Regions from separate parts of the Capra hircus genome. Here region 1 is linked to region 2. The links are chromatin contacts, called in public Hi-C maps. All regions are on one chromosome and are shown on one strand. Each heading gives the region's core, a stretch centred on a gene start, on an enhancer-like site or on the middle of the called end of the contact. The rest is flanking DNA. Distances are from core to core; before and after follow the strand shown. Region 1 overlaps ENSA (alpha-endosulfine). Region 2 overlaps ADAMTSL4 (ADAMTS-like protein 4).

Evidence for each region. A called contact is a pair of places that touch in the nucleus more often than the background predicts.
Region 1: a Hi-C map of blood shows a contact between it and region 2, with 2.0 times the contacts expected there. The contact joins two enhancer-like sites. A contact is called at or near these places in 3 of 5 Hi-C or Micro-C datasets (all in blood).

Annotation. Positions count from the first base shown.
Region 1 is chr3:100,061,949-100,067,757 of ARS1.2, reverse strand. It overlaps ENSA (alpha-endosulfine), which reads left to right. Exons shown (of 4, transcript XM_005677662.3): 3 at 49-215; 4 at 2,857-3,605. The coding sequence ends at 2,872. Among named protein-coding and RNA genes, the nearest start is that of ENSA, 6.2 kb to the left of the region's middle. Within about 2 kb of position 4,012, at least 3 of the 5 cell types and tissues checked have an H3K27ac peak or open chromatin away from gene starts, as enhancers often do.
Region 2 is chr3:100,025,320-100,030,511 of ARS1.2, reverse strand. It overlaps ADAMTSL4 (ADAMTS-like protein 4), which reads right to left. Exons shown (of 18, transcript XM_018046040.1): 15 at 4,767-4,973; 16 at 4,494-4,673; 17 at 4,077-4,221; 18 at 3,073-3,927. The coding sequence ends at 3,791. Among named protein-coding and RNA genes, the nearest start is that of ADAMTSL4, 11 kb to the right of the region's middle. Within about 2 kb of position 2,836, at least 5 of the 5 cell types and tissues checked have an H3K27ac peak or open chromatin away from gene starts, as enhancers often do.

The sequences.
Region 1 (5,809 bases), core at 2,763-5,262, 36 kb before region 2:
GGAAGACCAGAGCTCCTCACTCACCTAAACCTCCCTCTTGTCTCTTAGCAAAAGTACTTTGACTCAGGAGACTACAACATGGCCAAAGCCAAGATGAAGAATAAGCAGCTGCCCAGTGCAGGACCAGACAAGAACCTGGTGACCGGTGACCACATCCCCACCCCCCAGGATCTGCCCCAGAGAAAGTCCTCGCTCGTCACCAGCAAGCTTGCGGGGTAACCTGGGTCCCCTCTGCCCCCCTTCTCACCCACTGGACTTTTCTATATCATAGGCAGGGACATAGGCACCTAGCTGTCTCTTCTCAGCTTGCTCGCCAGAAATGACTATGCTGCTTCTGGGGGCTGCTGAGACTGTAACATGGGCTAAAGAGAGGCTCTGAGTTCACTGCTTTGGTTAAATTGAGATTTCCACACTCTCATGTGGCCCAAGTAGGGGCTCAGAAATAGGAGCCTAGGATTGGATAATGCTGCAGACTTTCTTTCTCATTTGTGTGAGAAACTGGGGAGATGTCATTTCTCCTTTTGGAAGAGAATGTGTTCCAAAATAGGTGAGGCTAAGCCTTGGGAATAATATGACAGGTTTAACATCCCGAGGCCAACCTGATATGATTGAGAAAGATAGATTGAACGAGATCTGTTTTCTGTGCTCTAAGTGTTTTGTCCTTTGGGCTGCTATTGCTTTCATGTTTTCATTATGGCAGGTTTAGCAAACCCTCAAAAAGAAAAACTGATGTGCTTGCCTAAAACCCTAAAGCCCACCTAACCTTCTTTGTTCAGTATCTTTTACAATTTGCCCTGGCGAATATTATTCATGTAAAATGGGCACCTTCTCTCTCTCTTCCAGCATGTTGCTTTTTGAAGGTATCATGGGATAGTGGAAAGAACAGTGGGTTAGCAGTCAGGATATCTGGGTTCTGTTTCCATTCAATTCTAGACAGAACTGACCTGTAGCCTTGGTAAGTCACTTCACCTCTCTGAATTTCTACTTCTTCATCTGTAATATAGATCCAAATGTAGATCAGATTGATTCTGATTCTAACATCCTGAAGAACTCTGTGCTATTCATTGTAAAACCAAAAGTGAGGAAGGACCATAGGGGAGACTACAGAGGAGAACTCATTGAAGACCACGTGAGGAGAGAAGTTGAGATTTAGGGATTATAAATGCAGACAAGAGGACCTCATAAGTGTCATGGTCTTGAGGGTCAAGAAAAAAAAATTCTAAGAAGCTAGCCACGAAGGCTCTTGCCTCTGCTCTCTCTTCTTTCCTAAAATCTGGGCCTTGGCTGCTAAAAGGCTGCTCTGGGAGCCAGGCTGTGGGCCTGAAGAAACATGCTCAGTCATGCATGTGTGGAGTCCCACATTTCAGATGTTCTCAGCTGCCCAGGTGTATTGTTAGGGAGACAGGAAGAAAAGGGAAGAAAGGTCGCTCTGGGGCTTAGTGCTGCTGTGGGGCTGGAGCAGCAGGTTCTCAGGAGATGATTCACCTTGGAGAAAGCTGGGGAAGGCAGTTAGGGAGAAATAGAAGGAGCACTGAGAAACCTCTGCCTTCCTGGAGCTCAGCTCCTGTGCTCTGAGAGGTAGCAACGCTGATCATGAACCAGGTGGAGGAAAGAGGGGCTGCGAGTGGCCAGCATCGTCTATCTGATTATCACTAGCTTGGCCTGAACCACACTGAATGCAGTCTGCTAGTTAGGACAGAGAGGGCCAAGTGAGAGCTAGCAATTCAAGAGAGGAAGAGTCTGTCTTTAGTCCTCTCTTGACCTCTCAGCCCACCAGTTCTGATATGCCACACATCTGGCCCAATGAGAACAACTGATGAACTTGCTGATGCACACGTGGGGCCTTGGGGTGTGTCTACACGTCTTTCCTGACCAGCTGTTCACTTTTCAGGCCGTCATTCAGATTGGATAGGAAAAAGTTGGTGAGGAAGGAAGGAGAGAGCAGGATGCCGTGATGCCCTGGCCCCTAGGGCAACTCCTTGACTGTCACTTGTAATTGTATATAATTTTTGTGTTTCTTGCTTCATTTCCTCATGCTGTCTTCCTTAGTCTAAAGTCCATGTGGGAAGGGGAAAATGCCGAATATCCTTGTATAGTTTCCTCAACCGTCCCAGACATGTTGTACATAGATATGTCATGTTATTATATATATAAATATATATATAATTTTGTACGTTTTCTTCATCTCCGATCTTTTCGAATTTTGTACTCTTTTCTGTCTGAGCTGCTCTCTCTATCAGTCAGTGTGAATCCTCAAGACTGAAATCACAGTGAGTCTCAGTTTCAGGAAGGAATAGAAGAAATAGGGAAATCAGAAAGACTATTGGTCTATCTTTCCACCCGGTCATGGAAACAAAGATGCCACCTGCTTCCACAGCATGAAGTGCATACCTTCCATGGCAAAAAAGGGTCATTTTGAAATTCAGTTTGGTTTGATTAAACCTAGAATATTAAGTCCATTCAAAACAAGTGTGTTGTCTGGCCCTGGCCTCCATGCAGCTGCCGCCTCATCACTCTGTGCCCCCCAACCCCAGTCCATCCATCTCCCCTGTGACAAGTGGCTCTGGCCATGCCCCTGAAACTGAGCCTGCTCTGAAAACCTCGTTATTTTGATCTTTGTTTTCTTGCGTATCTCCAAAAAGACAGAGAACAGTTTTGTAACTAGGCGAAGACTGAAATTTTCCTCTTCTTTAAAAAAAAAGGCAACTCTCTGGATAGGATTAAGAGATGTGCCGTGTATCCCCAGTGATTGATAAGTGTGGGAGAATGATGGGGTAGAGACTGGGGTGGAACTTAGGGTTTTTTCCCTTACTACTTGACAGTGTTTTCTTTCTCTTCTTCTGTGTTCGTCCGCAGTGGCCAAGTCGAATGATGCTGCCCGGGGCTCCGCCAGATCCTGAGACGCTGCCCCCTGGGTCCTGTGCTGGCTCCTGCCCCTCCCTGCTTTTGCAGCCAGGGGTCAGGAGGTGGCTCGGGTGCGGGCTGGAGAGGCAGAAGCCCCTGCCCGTCGGTGTCCCAGCGCATGGAGCCCCTTGGGCCGAGCACCAAGACCTTGACTCTTTTTTGTTTTTTCTTTTTTTTCCAAGTAATTGTTGGGAGACATCTCAGTGAAATCCTGGGGGTGGGGTGGGGAGGGGGGTTGAGAGGGTGGAGTGGGAGATGTGAGGGGTTATGAATTAGGACTTAAGAGTTGATAACAAAAACATTCCTAACTATCCTTCTTGGCCTTGTGGCTGGTGTGGGGTGGGGGTGGGTTGGGGGGAGTGAAATGGACTAAAGGTGAGGGGTTCTAATTGAGCTGTGTAGAAGAGTGCCTTGCTAGCTTGGATATGACTGGGACTTGATGTCAGATAAACTGTCTAAATATGAAAGATGCGGATGACTCCTCTGGTTCTGCAGAACAAGCTAAGAACTGAATGTTAATTGTTTGGGTGGGGAAAAAAATGCTGTCTTTGAAGTAGATTTGCTGTGGGAAGAAGGGCAGTGAGTGTGGGAGAAAGGGGATGAGTGTGGGGAGCTCCGCAGAGCCCAGGGGACTTTTTCAGTATTTGAAATAAAAAACAAAGAAGAAGATCCACAGGAAAAAAAAAAAAAAAACCAACCCAGAAATTCTCTGCAGCAGTTGGTGTGTTTTATTGGGGTTTGGCAAAAGGGAAGAAAATAAGACTGAAGATACCATTCAGGAGAAGCTGGTGTGGGGTGCTGAGCCTCTAAGGAACAGGGGCCCTTCAGATGGGATGTGTCTGGGTTCTCCGTTTCCATCATTTAGGGAGAGGGTGCAGGGACGTTGGCATATAGACCAGGACTTCTATAGCTAATGCAAAGATGAATCTTCCTCACGTTCTGACTCACAAAATGAGGGGTTGGCGGTGTTTGATCTGAAGGGTTTATTGACTCCTGAAGATCACTCCAGGCTAAGCATGAAAGGAAGCCACTCTGTTTTCCCTTTCAGTCTTCCTTGTCTTCTCAAGCTCCTGTGTCTCTGAATTGTAACCACTAGTGATCTGCCTTTCTGCTAGTGGCCAGCAGGAGGCAGAGTCACTTCTTTCCTCATGATGTGCTAACCATCGTTGGAATCCTGCCACTGAAACGGGTTTAAAGCTACCTGTGAGTGTAATATACAAAAGAAGTGTTGCCAGAGGAGAAACAGACTCACACTTTTCTTCTGTCACACTCACACCAATCTACTATGTGTGAAGATGGAAACTTGCCCATTTGCCCAAGGAGATTTTAGGCATAAAGGAGATTTTATGAGTAGGAGATTTTACCATAGTTATCTTCTCAAATGAGCATGCATCAAGGAAGACGGGATATTCTAGAGACATTTCTATCACATTGAGAGGGTGGAGTACTTCTAAACTAGAAAGGAATGTTCTCAGCGTGTGATTCATTCTCTCTTCTTAATCAGAAACTTTCCAAATAAGTTTTCAGCTTCTCAGGAAGCTGACTTGCTCTCTCCTAATTTAGTCAGGGGACTGCAATGCCTCCTAACCATCAGCCTTTCTGAACAGCATGCTACACACTGAGCTAGGTGGTTTGGAGATACATTAAAGAAATGCATGCCCCACCTTTAATGGCGTTTCTTATCTAACTGGAAGAAAATACATGAAAAAGTTTATACACTTCAGTAGTATAAACTTACATCTTAAAGCTAGGAGATGTATGTATGTATGTAAAGCTAGGAGTGTTTATTATGATGGGGTTTCTTGAGTCTTATTCCCCTTAAGCCAGTCCCATGACTTCTTTTTGAGCACATTGTCCCTACTTTTATGTTTGCCAAGTGGCAACAGCTGGGCAATAAGGTCAACAAGGCTCCAAATGCGAAACCATCTAGTTAAGTTCCATTTAATATAAAGAGAAGGGACGTTGACATAGAAATAAGTTATTTATAAGGTGGCAGTGCTAGTTTACTGAAGACCTTGAGTTAACATCTCTTAACTTTTAGGCTTTTACATGCTTTTTCCCTTGCTCTTGGCTTTCCTGGTCCTTAGGTTTAAGCTGTAGCCTTAGGAATCCTGGGGTACCCAGAAATGGTCATTGCTGTTTCTATTCCAGTTTAAAACCTGCCTTTCCTTTTCCTTTACTCTCATACAACAGGGCTAGGCAGTCAGGAAGTCCGATTCTGCAGTGCTTCAAAAAGCTGTTCTTGCTCATTGTTTTAGCTTAGTGTTTTATCTTTATTCCAAAGAGTGGATTCAAGGGTTCTGCCACTCCTCCAGCATGGTTGAATGATAATTGTGTTGGCAAGTCTCTCAGTAGAGCCATCTGATTTGCAGGGTGGCAGGGATGAAGTCATCATTATTATTGTCCAGCCACATTTATTTTAAGCTGATGTGGCCTGAGCATGGAAAACACAGGCAAAAAGAAAATAGCTGGGAGAATTGCCATTGAAGATACCTACTGTTGGTCTGCCAGCCACACCCACACTAGCAGCCCTTATGTGCATAGTGCCCTCTACTGGACCTTGAAGGAGGTCAACAAGGAAAGGAAAGATCTCTTCCCTTGGAAGCTAAGGTATGACAATGGCTTGCAAATAAAAGCAAATTAATATAATAAGATCCCACAAAGCATATGGGATCTTAATTTCCTGACCAAGGATCAAGCCCATGCCCCCTGTGGTGGAAGCACAGAGTCTTAACCATTGGGCCACCGGAAGGTGTCCAGATTACTGTAGTTCTAAGCAGAATTCCTGTGAACTAAGAGGAGAGTCAGGAGATGAGTTGTTGGCTGAATTTCCTTAGAAGTGGGTGACTTACTTAAAAAGATAAGGCCCCCCATGCTTGGGCAGTGATATTTTAATTCACAAGTA
Region 2 (5,192 bases), core at 1,587-4,086:
AGTTTTCCCCAGTCTCCAGGGTCAAGGAGCCTGAGGTCAGATTGAAGATCTGTACTGTCTAGTTTGGTTAACCCAAACTGTTTATCTCTCTTGTTGACAGACTTAGTCTTAGGTACTTTCCTGAGGCTTTCTACTTCCTGTAGAAGGTGCCTCCCACCCTTTATAGCTGACATCTCTTCATCACCTGCCTGTGACAAATAAGCCCCCCTCTGCTCTAACTTCCCCACCCCGCTGACTCCCAGAACCAGAGATGATGGATTTCAGGGATGCTGGTAGGAGAGAGGGTGGGAATGTGGGAACCCCCACCCCCACTCCACCTCCAAATTATAATCTCTAGCCTGATTCTCCATGCTTTAAGAAGAGGTTTTCCTGATTCAGTTTACTTTGGTGGGGGAGGGTGTTAAGTTCAAATGAAGTCTCTATTTGTAAAACAGGGGAGAAGGGAAAAGCAGAAAATGAAAGAGGATCTGGTTGGAATCTGGAAAGGGATTAACAGTTCCTTGCATTTTATTCTCACTCTCCTCCCTCTGCTCTCCAGGTCTGTCTAGATCCTGCCTCAAGGGCTCTTGAGAGAGGGTTTCTTAAGACCCTCTGAGACACTCATAGCATCACGTGGGTCAGCACCTGGGCCCTTGCTCTGGGCTTCACTCTTCGTTACCACAGAGGTTGAATTTGGACCACTGAAAAGTACGGGTCTCTTCAGACCCACCCCTGCAGCTGTGAGCACCTGCTTGCAGGGAGGCCCCCAGTTGGGGAAGTCTAGAAGCTAAATTTAGTCTGAAGGCTGAAGGGTAATTGGGTGGGTGATTACCCTGGGGAAGCTGGGAGGGGGGAGGGGGGAATTCTGAGCCAGCTGAACAGAGACCTCAGAAGTTCACTTGTAAGTCCCCAGATTAGAACCACAGTCATCTTCCCCCAGCACACTCAGAAATGAGAAGCCCCAACAATCTCCTGGCCTTCTGCACGCTTGATCTCTCTTTTGCTCATCAAGATTGTTCCTATCGCCACCCCACCCCCACCTCAACTCTCAGGGGTCTAGTTCCTCTGAGTCCTTCCCTAAATTCCCCCCAGAGCAGCAAGGCTAAGGGCCCCTGCACCACATCTCTGAACTTGGGTTACAGCTTCCTCTCTCCCAAGTCCCTCCACAGGGTTTCAGAGGTCAGCAAAGAGGTGTCTGGCCACAGTAATCCCCTGAAAGAGGCCGGGAAAAGGGGGTGCTTGAGGTCAGCTTCCGCTTCCTGAAAACTTTTCACAGTGACTCCCCTTCCCATTCTGACCTCAGTGACCAGAGGAAAGAATCCTTGGGGGCTGCACTGAATCCTAGCTTTAAAATGAAAGGGGAAAGGGGGTAACCCCCCAGATGAAAGCCCACATCCTGAGAAGTCAGAGGCTGAAGGCTGTGAGGGAGCTGGGGGCTATCAGGGAAGGGAGGTGTTGAAGCTGGGGGAGCCTCAAGAGGGGCTGTGGCTGCATTCCCCACCTGTGATTGGTTCTCAGGCTAAGGCCAAACTCCAAACCTGCCCAGCAACAGTCCTGAGAGGCCCTAAGAGGGAGGAGGAACTTCGGGGAAGTCAGCTGAACTGGGGCCACCGCCCAGCCTTCAGCTTCCAGGAATCACTGGGAGGGCCCCAGCTCTTCACCGCACCCTCCCTTGGTCTCAGGACTCCGCCTTCAGCCTTCAGTGTCTGCAGGGCTGGCTCAGGTCCTACTCCCCTGGTGCCCCCACATCTGTGATCCCCTCAGAGGTTCACCAAAGAGGAGCCGTCTGATGCCTGCAGAGACACTGAGACTGGGCCCCCTCAGTACCCTGTTCTGCATTTCCCACCCTGGAGGAGTCAGTTTCATTTTCCTTTCCCCCCATTTTCTTCTGCCTCCTTCCTGATACACTGTCCTCCTGAGATGGTACCTGTAGTCTTCCTTCTCAGCCCAAAGAAAGCCTGCTTCCCAAGGCAACAGAATGACATGAGGAAGCTGCCAGAATGGAGAAGTCCTGTCCCCTCGGGTAGCTCTGGGGTCCTTCCCAGGGTCTGGCTGTGTCTAGGAGTACATGCTCAAGACAGTAGTCACTGAGTTCAGCTGTTTCTGCAGGCCTTTACGATCTTACTTGGCCAGACTTGTGGGGGTGAAGGGATGGGGGAGGGGCCCTCCTGATGGGGAGAGAAGCTCGATTCTATTGCACTTCCCTCTTTCCTAGACATGGGGACCCCTCCCCCAGAAGTGTGGCTTCTACAAGTGGTGATCAGGACTCAGAATTGTAGGGGTGGGGTTGGGGAAAGGATTTGTGTTATGGAAAAGGCTGTCCACGCTCACACCACCTCCAACAAACTGTTTACCTTGAGAGTGGACATGGGCGTTGGGTTGGGAGAAGACCAGGATGAGACATCTCTGAAGAATGTGTCTTTGGCTGGACATCCAGTACTGCCTTGGCTCCACCCTCGACTCCACCCCCAAGTCCCCTAGAACCAGGCCAGGCTCCTCCTCCTCCAGCCCTTTCTGCTGGGGGCGGGGGTGCGGGGTTGGGGGGTTGGTGGGAATCATTTCCTTTCCTCCCACTCTATAAAAAGCAACAAACCAAGAGCTTAATAGGAAAATGGGTAATAGCAGAAAAGATGAGAGGGGCAGGAAGTCAGGGCCAAGGAAAGAGAACAGGAAAAAGGACCCCTGAAAAGGCAGCTGTCATTCAGCTCAGCCCCAGATGGAGAAAAAGTGCTACTAGATTCCAAGAGACTTTACAGAAGGACCCAGCCTACCGAGAAACCCACCATAGACCGAGTAGTTTCTGTTTTGGACCCAAGTGCCCAACTCTGTAGCTAAGCTGGGGGGAGTGGTGACCTCTAGTGGTGGATGACCAACCTGCAGGGCCTGCGATCCCCCAGGACCCTCTGCCTCTGACCAAGGCTGCATTCGGGTCTCAGGTGACTGGGGCTCCTTCATTAGGCATTCTGCGCCCAGACTCTCTCCATCTGGGCTCCAAGCTTTGTTCCCCTTCCCACCCTTCATTCTCATCTCACACAGCTTGCTTAGGTGGCCTGTACAGCTGGGTTCCCATGAGGACAATGAAGAGCCTGTTTCTCATTTGTCATAATCATCTTTAATAAAAATAAATTAGTTCTGGAGTAGGAACCACTTTAGGAGGTGGGGAGCAGAAGCAGGGGCTAGGATGTCTTATTCTAAACTTGCTCTTTTCCATCCTCTGCCCAGCTGGTCTCTGCTCTGGGAGACAGTCTCTCTTCCTGGAAGGCACTCGCTCACCCCCACCCCTCATTAGCTATGAGAGGGAGGGATAGAAACTAGGTAAAGGGAGGAGTCAGAGGACAGAAGGATGGTTTACATGATACATGGCCTGAACAGGAGAAATGAGGGTTAGGACACAAAATTGGGATTAATGTGGAGGCCAGACTCTAAGTAGCTCGGATTCCCAAAGAGCTGCAAACTTGCTTTCCTCTCATCCCAGAAAACTCTCTTGGAAACAGGCATCATCCCCTCCCGGGGGACTGTGTAACTTCTTTTTGAGAAGTGATACAGATGTATGGGCGCACACACATCCATACGGGCCCATACACATTTGGGTGCATGTGTGCACACACACCATCACACCCCACACAGGCACAGACCCAGCCACACATCTTGATGGTCACTGTCCATCATCTTGCCAACTTCCATCACCCTGGGGGACATCTCTAGTGAGACCAGGACAGGCTGGAGAGCCAGAGGATACAGAGTGGGATGATTGAGGGGTGACTGATGGTGGTATGAGAAAACCACAAGGAGAGGGTCTCTTGGACCCTTTTCAGGCAGGCTCTGGGGAAGACCGCTCCAGGGCATGGGCACAAGAGCGGCAACAGGTGGCTGTGTAGTAGGGATAGACGCAGAGCCGGGCCTGCACCACCAGGGGGCAGTGTGGAGAGCTGTCCTTGCATTGGTCATCTGGGGACAGAGGAGGCCATTGGGCACAAGAAGTCACCAAGATCCATCCCGCTGGAGGCGTGCTGCCCACTCCCACTCGTCCTTCCTAATCTCCACCCACATTTCAGCTAACTCGCTCTACTGGGGATGGGGGAGAGGGAGCTCTTTACCAGGGCGCTGGCTGCAGGGCTGGCTGTTACAGGATCGTTTCCTGGCGGGCCGCAGATGAAGAGGGCATCGGATGCTGAGGGTCTGATTGGCAGTCAGGCACTGGACCTCCCTTGTCTGCACGCCGCCCTGGCAGGAGCGAGAACACTGGGGAGACCCCAGCTATCAAATCAGACCTCTGCTGTGCTCCAGGCTCCTCCTGCACCCCAGGCCTCCTCAGAGGAGGAGGAGTTGGGGGCCTCTCCTGGAGCATTATGAACCCCCACGCAGAGGGGCCCACCTCTCCTCCCAGTCTAGGCAGGGGGACAAGTTAAACTGCCCCTGGCCTTAGCTAGTGGGCACAGAGGGATGTCCAAGGAGAGAAGCCTCTCCTCTCCTGGTAGTCCACACTGGGTAGGGCAGGGGAGCCAGGCACTCACCGGACTCCAGGGTGTAGAAAACCACCGGTCCTGGCAGTCCTGCCCTTGACAGGGCTGCAGGGCAGGGGGCCTGGGAAGGTGGGAACAGTTGCTAGGAGAAGTCACGTTGAACTCAGTCCCCAGTTTGGACACACAGATGACGTCTCTACGCTGCGTGCCAGAGCCGCACTCTGAGGAGCACTGGCGGAGGAGGCAGGGAGGGAGAGCAGGATGACTCCTACCTCCTCGCCCCGGGAATCCCACCCTCGGGCCCCTCCCAGGCGCTCAGCTCACCTCCGCCCAGGGCCCAGTGTACCAGCACCACGACACCTCACAGGGCCCCAGGCTGCAGGCACGCATGTCAGGGGGCCGGCTTCCGGGTGCACAGGTCTGCTCACCGGCTCCTGCCCCTGCTTCCTCCTGGCTTATCCCGTGGGCCTCCCCACTCCCAAGGCAGACCACAGAACGTCTCTGGATTCCCGTCCCACACTCCGCTGAGCACTGTTGGGAAGCAGAGTGTGAAGGGGGACGGGGTGACGTCGGGGAGGGGAGGGGGTCAAGGACAGACACCTCCTGGATCCGGGAGTTAGGGAATGCCCTGGGGGACTTTTGTCAGGCAGGGTTCAGGACGTTAGTGTAAGTTTTTCTCCAGGTTCCCAACATTGGCAGTGTCTAGCACACAGCAGGTGCTTGCCCAGTCAATGTTTATGCAACTGCGTT